Regions from separate parts of the Gossypium hirsutum genome. Here region 2 is linked to region 1. The links are chromatin contacts, called in public Hi-C maps. All regions are on one chromosome and are shown on one strand. The core of a region is the stretch at or near the end of the contact, and the rest is flanking DNA. Distances in the headings are between cores, read along the strand shown.

The links. Hi-C and Micro-C count contacts between places; a contact is called where the count stands out from the background.
Region 2: a contact with region 1 is called in a Hi-C map of leaf, with 2.3 times the contacts expected there. The contact joins the promoter of LOC107960068 here to the promoter of LOC107957317 in region 1. A contact is called at or near these places in 13 of 34 Hi-C or Micro-C datasets (anther, callus, hypocotyl and 1 more).

What each region holds. Positions count from the first base shown.
Region 1 is chrA05:80,191,559-80,194,512 of Gossypium_hirsutum_v2.1, reverse strand. LOC107957317 (probable inactive receptor-like protein kinase At3g56050) reads left to right here and starts at 1,447. Exons shown (of 8, transcript XM_016892821.2): 1 at 1,447-1,761; 2 at 1,856-1,994; 3 at 2,366-2,437; 4 at 2,542-2,685; 5 at 2,782-2,954. The coding sequence starts at 1,650.
Region 2 is chrA05:80,381,170-80,383,869 of Gossypium_hirsutum_v2.1, reverse strand. LOC107960068 (protein VAPYRIN) reads left to right here and starts at 1,434. Exons shown (of 2, transcript XM_016896274.2): 1 at 1,434-2,470. The coding sequence starts at 1,475. LOC107960067 (probable methyltransferase PMT22) reads left to right here. Exons shown (of 8, transcript XM_016896272.2): 6 at 20-274; 7 at 353-547; 8 at 640-2,309. The coding sequence ends at 829. LOC121229139 (a long non-coding RNA gene) reads right to left here and starts at 840. Exons shown (of 2, transcript XR_005926731.1): 1 at 1-840.

The DNA of each region.
Region 1 (2,954 bases), core at 198-2,697:
ATGTAAATGAAAACAAATAGAAAAAGTTAAAAAGAAAAGGCATAATTTTGAAAATACCCTTAACATTTATGGGTTTTAGCCCTTAACCTTTTTATTTTTTGATTGACACCCTTAATATTACGATTTTTTTTAAAAATCAGCCCAATTTTAACAGTAAATATGAGTTGATCGTCAATCAACTGCACGTCAACAAAATAGCTTATATGGCATGCTACATCAGCACGATGTAATAGATAATGTCATCTATAAAAAAATTGTTCTGAGTGCATCAAAACCAATGAACACTAACAGTGAAATAAAAAAAAATTCTTATACTATATTCATTCACCATGAAAGCTATGATTGTAATACTACTATTGATACAAACAAAAATAAAAAATTTCTTCTACATAGAATAGATCATCAAATTAATCGCAAATACTAATGAAAGCTAATAGCGAAACCAAAGAAAAAAAAGAAGATAATTTAATTAGTACCTTGTTAAAGTTCAGTTGAGTACCTCAATGGTGAAGAAAATAGTAGAAGTAATCAAGCATCTCCGATGACGACCCGAACTCCTTCGAATCGAGTCGAACACGACCCAAATTCGGTGACCCATCTGACTTTTTCTCCAACCTTTCTTCCTCTACGGACTTCTCTAGTTTCTACTTTTTAGAAACGTCTTCGGTTTCTTCGTCATTTTCCTATCTCTTGCACTCGATTCGAAGTCACCGTTGGCATCGTCTCTGGCATTAGGGTTTTGGGCGAAGGAGTTAAGGTTTTTGAGATCCATGTCTTCAGTTGGTGGGTTGGCCCTAGTGAGCTTCGACAATGCCTCTTTCTCCACCATTGAGGAAGATAAGATTTCAAACCTTAGAACGTTTGACAGTAGTGGAGGAGTTAATAGACTTTGCACAGAGGCTTTGTTTAGTTTCCCATGGGTAGATATGTGATGAGGAAAACGAATTGAGCTGCACATGTACTAGTTGATGCAGGAGGCTCCATTGGCAATAGAGACCGCAATGGAGCAAGATCATTGGTAGGTGGATTTCTAGAGAACGGATTTGTGAGAGGCTACTTGAGGAAATTTGTTGGTTTTGTTTTATTGGTTTCCATCTAATGCAAAAACCATGAAGAAGAAAGAGAGAAAGAAAGAAGAAGTAAGAATGGATATAAAATGAAAAAAAAATTATGACATTATGCTTACGTGGCATGCCACATAAGATACTTTGTTGATCTGTAATTTGATTGACTGTAAACTAATATTTACCGTTAAAATTAGACTGATTTTTTAAAAAATTGTAACGTTGAGAGTGTCAATACGGGCACAAAACCAAAATCCCCTAAATGTTGAGGGTATTTTTTGAAATTATGCCAAAAGAAAATTATCCGGAACCTTAATTTACCTTTATTATTTACTGCGGCTAAAAATGAAATAAGGGAGAAATTTGTAAAGGTTGATACGTTGTTCAGTGAGTCTTTTGAGTGTACGCGTTTTCAAAACCAGAAACAAATAGAAAAACAAGGAAAATTGTCTTAACTCTAATATCGTGTTAGATTCACCCACTGACTCAGCCGCGTTTCTTTTTTTTTTTTTGTTTTTTCTTCCTATCATAGTGAAAATTTTCTGGTTTTTTTTTTCGAGTGAAGACCTCTCAAACAAGAAGACGATGATGATGAAGAAGAACTGGAAGTTTGTAAGACTAAGACAAGAGTTTCGAGTTGGTGTTTTGCTGCTTTTATTATGTCAAAGTTTGGCTTGTTGGTCGTTGAATGAAGAAGGTAAACTTTTCACTTTTTTGTTTCAATTTTTGGGTTTGGTTTGTTTGTTGGGAAAATGGAGGGAAAACAATGGTTTTTGGTAATGGATATGCAGGATTTGCTTTGTTGAGACTAAGAGAGAGAGTGGTGAATGATCCATTTGGTGCTTTGTGGGCTTGGAAGGAAGAAAATGGAGAGATTAACCATTGTTCTTGGTTTGGTGTCGAGTGCTGTGATGGCAAAGTTATTGCTTTGTAAGTTTTTTTTGGCACCAATGTTTGTTTTTGGGTGGATGATGTTTGGTTTCCGAGAAAAGAAAGGAAACATAAATGAAATCTTCTGCCTTTAATAATTTCTTATTTACTTTTTGGTCGGGAGAGTATCATTTACAATTTTGAGATATGATTGTAAGTAGTAACATAATATCAAATACTAGCTTTGATATCTAATTTACCAAATTTCAATATATATATATTTATTTGTGAAATTGGGATTTTAAGTAGATTTTTTGGTCAGATAAAGGCACTGGTATTTGTGCTGAATACTGATTCAAAGTTTAGGCAAATTGTGATGAATTATTTCCTTTAATTTGTTTAAGGATTTGATGGACTGAATAAAAATGCAGGAATTTGAAAGATCTTTGTCTTGAAGGAACACTGGCACCTGAGCTTGGAACTCTAATTCATATTAAGTCTATGTAAGTATGATCTTTATCGGATTGTTGATATCAAAAGCAAAGTGCGATTTGGCGATCTACTTTTCTTGTATGCACTGTTCTGAAGCAATTGTTTTCCCCCACAGTATCTTGCGGAACAACTCTTTTACCGGAACTATCCCCGAAGGGATCAGCAAACTGAAGGAATTAGAGGTATTAGACTTGGGATACAATAATTTCAATGAATCGCTTCCATCTGGACTCAGCAACGATCTCTCCCTAACAATCCAGTAAGTCAACAATTCAATTCTCATACCCGGGGCAATGCTGTGTTTCTTTCTAGTCTTTTTTATTCAGTTATTTAATCCTTGTTTATGCTCTTGTAGGAACAGTGACCGATCTGAAGGTGCAGTGCTAAGGAGATTGCTGCAAGAAACGGCAAACACTTCTGCAAAGTCACCAAAAGCACCCCCTTTAAATTATAGTATGCCTCCATCTCCTCGTACATCTAGAGCTCCAACTCATCCTGCATCTTCTGAACCATCCACAAATAGTACAT
Region 2 (2,700 bases), core at 185-2,684, 190 kb before region 1:
TTCTAATTCACAATGACAGGTACAAGCCTCTTAGGCATTGTACTTCCAGACTTCCAGTTGATAGCAACGGTAATTTGCTTGGCTGGCCCTCACCATGGCCCCACAGGCTTAGGAATAAGCCTCAAAGCCTTCCAGCTGAAGCAGATGCCCAAGCTATATTCAATGAGGACACCAAACATTGGGCTGCACTTGTATCTGATGTCTATTTTGATGCTCTAGCTATAAACTGGGCTAGTTTAAGAAATGTGATGGATATGAATGCTGGTTATGGAGGGTAAGAAATAGAACTATGTTTTTACAGGTTTCTGTCATAAAGAAATCTTACAACACCATAGGCATTGTGGTTTTACAGGTTTGCGGCGGCACTTAATGAGCTTCCTCTCTGGGTGATGAATGTTGTACCAATTGATGCACAAGATACCTTGTCCATTATTTTCGAAAGGGGCTTGATCGGAATCTATCATGACTGGTGCGAGTCATTGAGTACGTACCCTCGAACATATGATCTGCTGCATTCCAGTTTTCTCTTCAAAAACCGTCAAGAGAGGTATATAAGTAATGATCTATTGCTCTGATTTGTACTTGAAAAAGAGTGAATAATGTAGAATGGTGATGCGAGATTTTGAACCTGTCTGTCAGATGTAACATTATAGATGTAGCTGTGGAAATGGATCGCATACTGAGACCTGGTGGATATCTGTTACTTCAAGACACCATGGAAACCATTCAGAAGCTGAATCCAGTACTGCGATCACTACAGTGGTCGACACGCCTTTATGAAGGCCAATTTCTTGTTGGGAAGAAGGGGTTTTGGCGTCCCAAATACTAAATGCAAGGAACACGGACCAAGGTACTTCAACTCCCACTTTATTCTTCGATTTGCAAGGAAGAAGGATTAGACTTTTGACATTTACCTCTCATTTTTTTTTCTAATATTTGGTGTAAATCGTATAGAAAAGGTCATCCAATAGAGGGATTTGGACATTTTGTTCTATATCTTTGAAGGAATAAAAAAATATCTACATATTATTATTATTTTTTTTTAAATATGAATATGGTTGTGCTGTCTCCCTCACAATTTATTTGTTTTTACTTGATATAAAATTCCTCAAGCTCATCTTATCTTTTTTTTTTTTTAAAAAAATACTGATACAATGGTTTAGCATTGATTGGCACAATTTTATTATTTAAAAGCAATTTCTATTTCTTTGTCTGATATAAACTTCTCTTTTCTAAAAGATATTAAAAATATATTTGATAAGGACGACTCATTTTGTCGAAGATCACATGCAAGCTTAGGTGGGAACTAAGCGTCAGACGACAACAAATATCGTCCCCAAACAAAGATCACATGCAAGCTAAACAATTCTCAGTCGACACTTCCCTTAATTTCAACTGCTATATCTCTGTTCCTTCACCGCTAAATTACACCTTGGTTAGTTATTCGCAATAACATATATAAACTTCATCTGCAATGGAAAATTTCGTTGAAATTTCAGAGGCAGAAGTACGCATAAACTTCATTCTCAACACCAAATGCCGTTCTAACCTTGTTTTAAGATCCCTTTGCCCTTCTTCCCCAGTTGCTTTCAAAGTCCAGACTTCTTCACCTCATAAATTCCTTGTTAATCCCCCCAGTGGACTCGTTCCTCCTTCTTCCCATATTGCCCTCCAAATCATCCTTAAACCCCAAGACCACATCCCCCCCACTTTTCCTCGCTCTCATTCCGATCGTTTCCTCATCAGAACTGCCCCTTTCGACCTCGACTCTTATGGCTCAAATCAGTCCGGCTCGGTAATTTCTTGGCTATCAACTCGACCCACTCAGGACATCAAGCTCAAGGTCGCCTTTGTTGGGCCGTTTCTTCTCCAACAAGCTGTTAGCCGCGGGGACTTTGAGGCAGTGAAGAACATTATCAAGCGGCAGAAATTGGTTTTGTATGATTTATCTACGAAAGAAGCTGAGTCACTCCTCCGAGTCGCGACTCAGTTGGATAACAATTCGGAGAACATGGTGAATTTGCTGCTTGAAGCGGGTTTAAGGACAGGCTCGCGTGAGGATCAAGAAGAAGATGCAAATAACAGCAATGTGGGATTTTATCAGGTGGACCCACGGTGGGAATCTAAAGGATGGAATGAGTTACACGTGGCAGTAGCACTCGATCGGACGGCTGACCTTGAGACGTTGTTAAGGAAGGGGAGACGGGAGACGTTGGATGGGAGAGACAAAGAAGGCAGAACGCCATTGCTTTTGGCGGCGACTAAGGGAAATATCGAGTGTGCTAAGATGTTGTTAGAATCGGGTGCGGAGAAGAATGCAAAGAGCAATGATGGGAGGACTGCACTTCACAGAGCTGTAGCTAATGGGAACCGTAGGATGATTGAAATGTTGATACAATTGGATGCGGACCCCACAATTTGCGACGATCGTGGCCATTCAGCTCTTGATAATGCTCGTGATAAGGGGCATGTAAGTAGTTTTGGTTTTTCAAATTTGGCAGGGAATTCCATTTCTCGATCAAAAACTTGGGAATATAAAAAATATAGTTTCATGGAAGGAAATATTCTTTTATAACGCTAATCATTTGTAATTAACACCTTTGAAAATAATTAATTTTGCATTTATGATTCTATATCGAAATTGTTATATTTTTAGCATTAACAAAACATTTTTATAAAATATACTAATAATCAAGTATC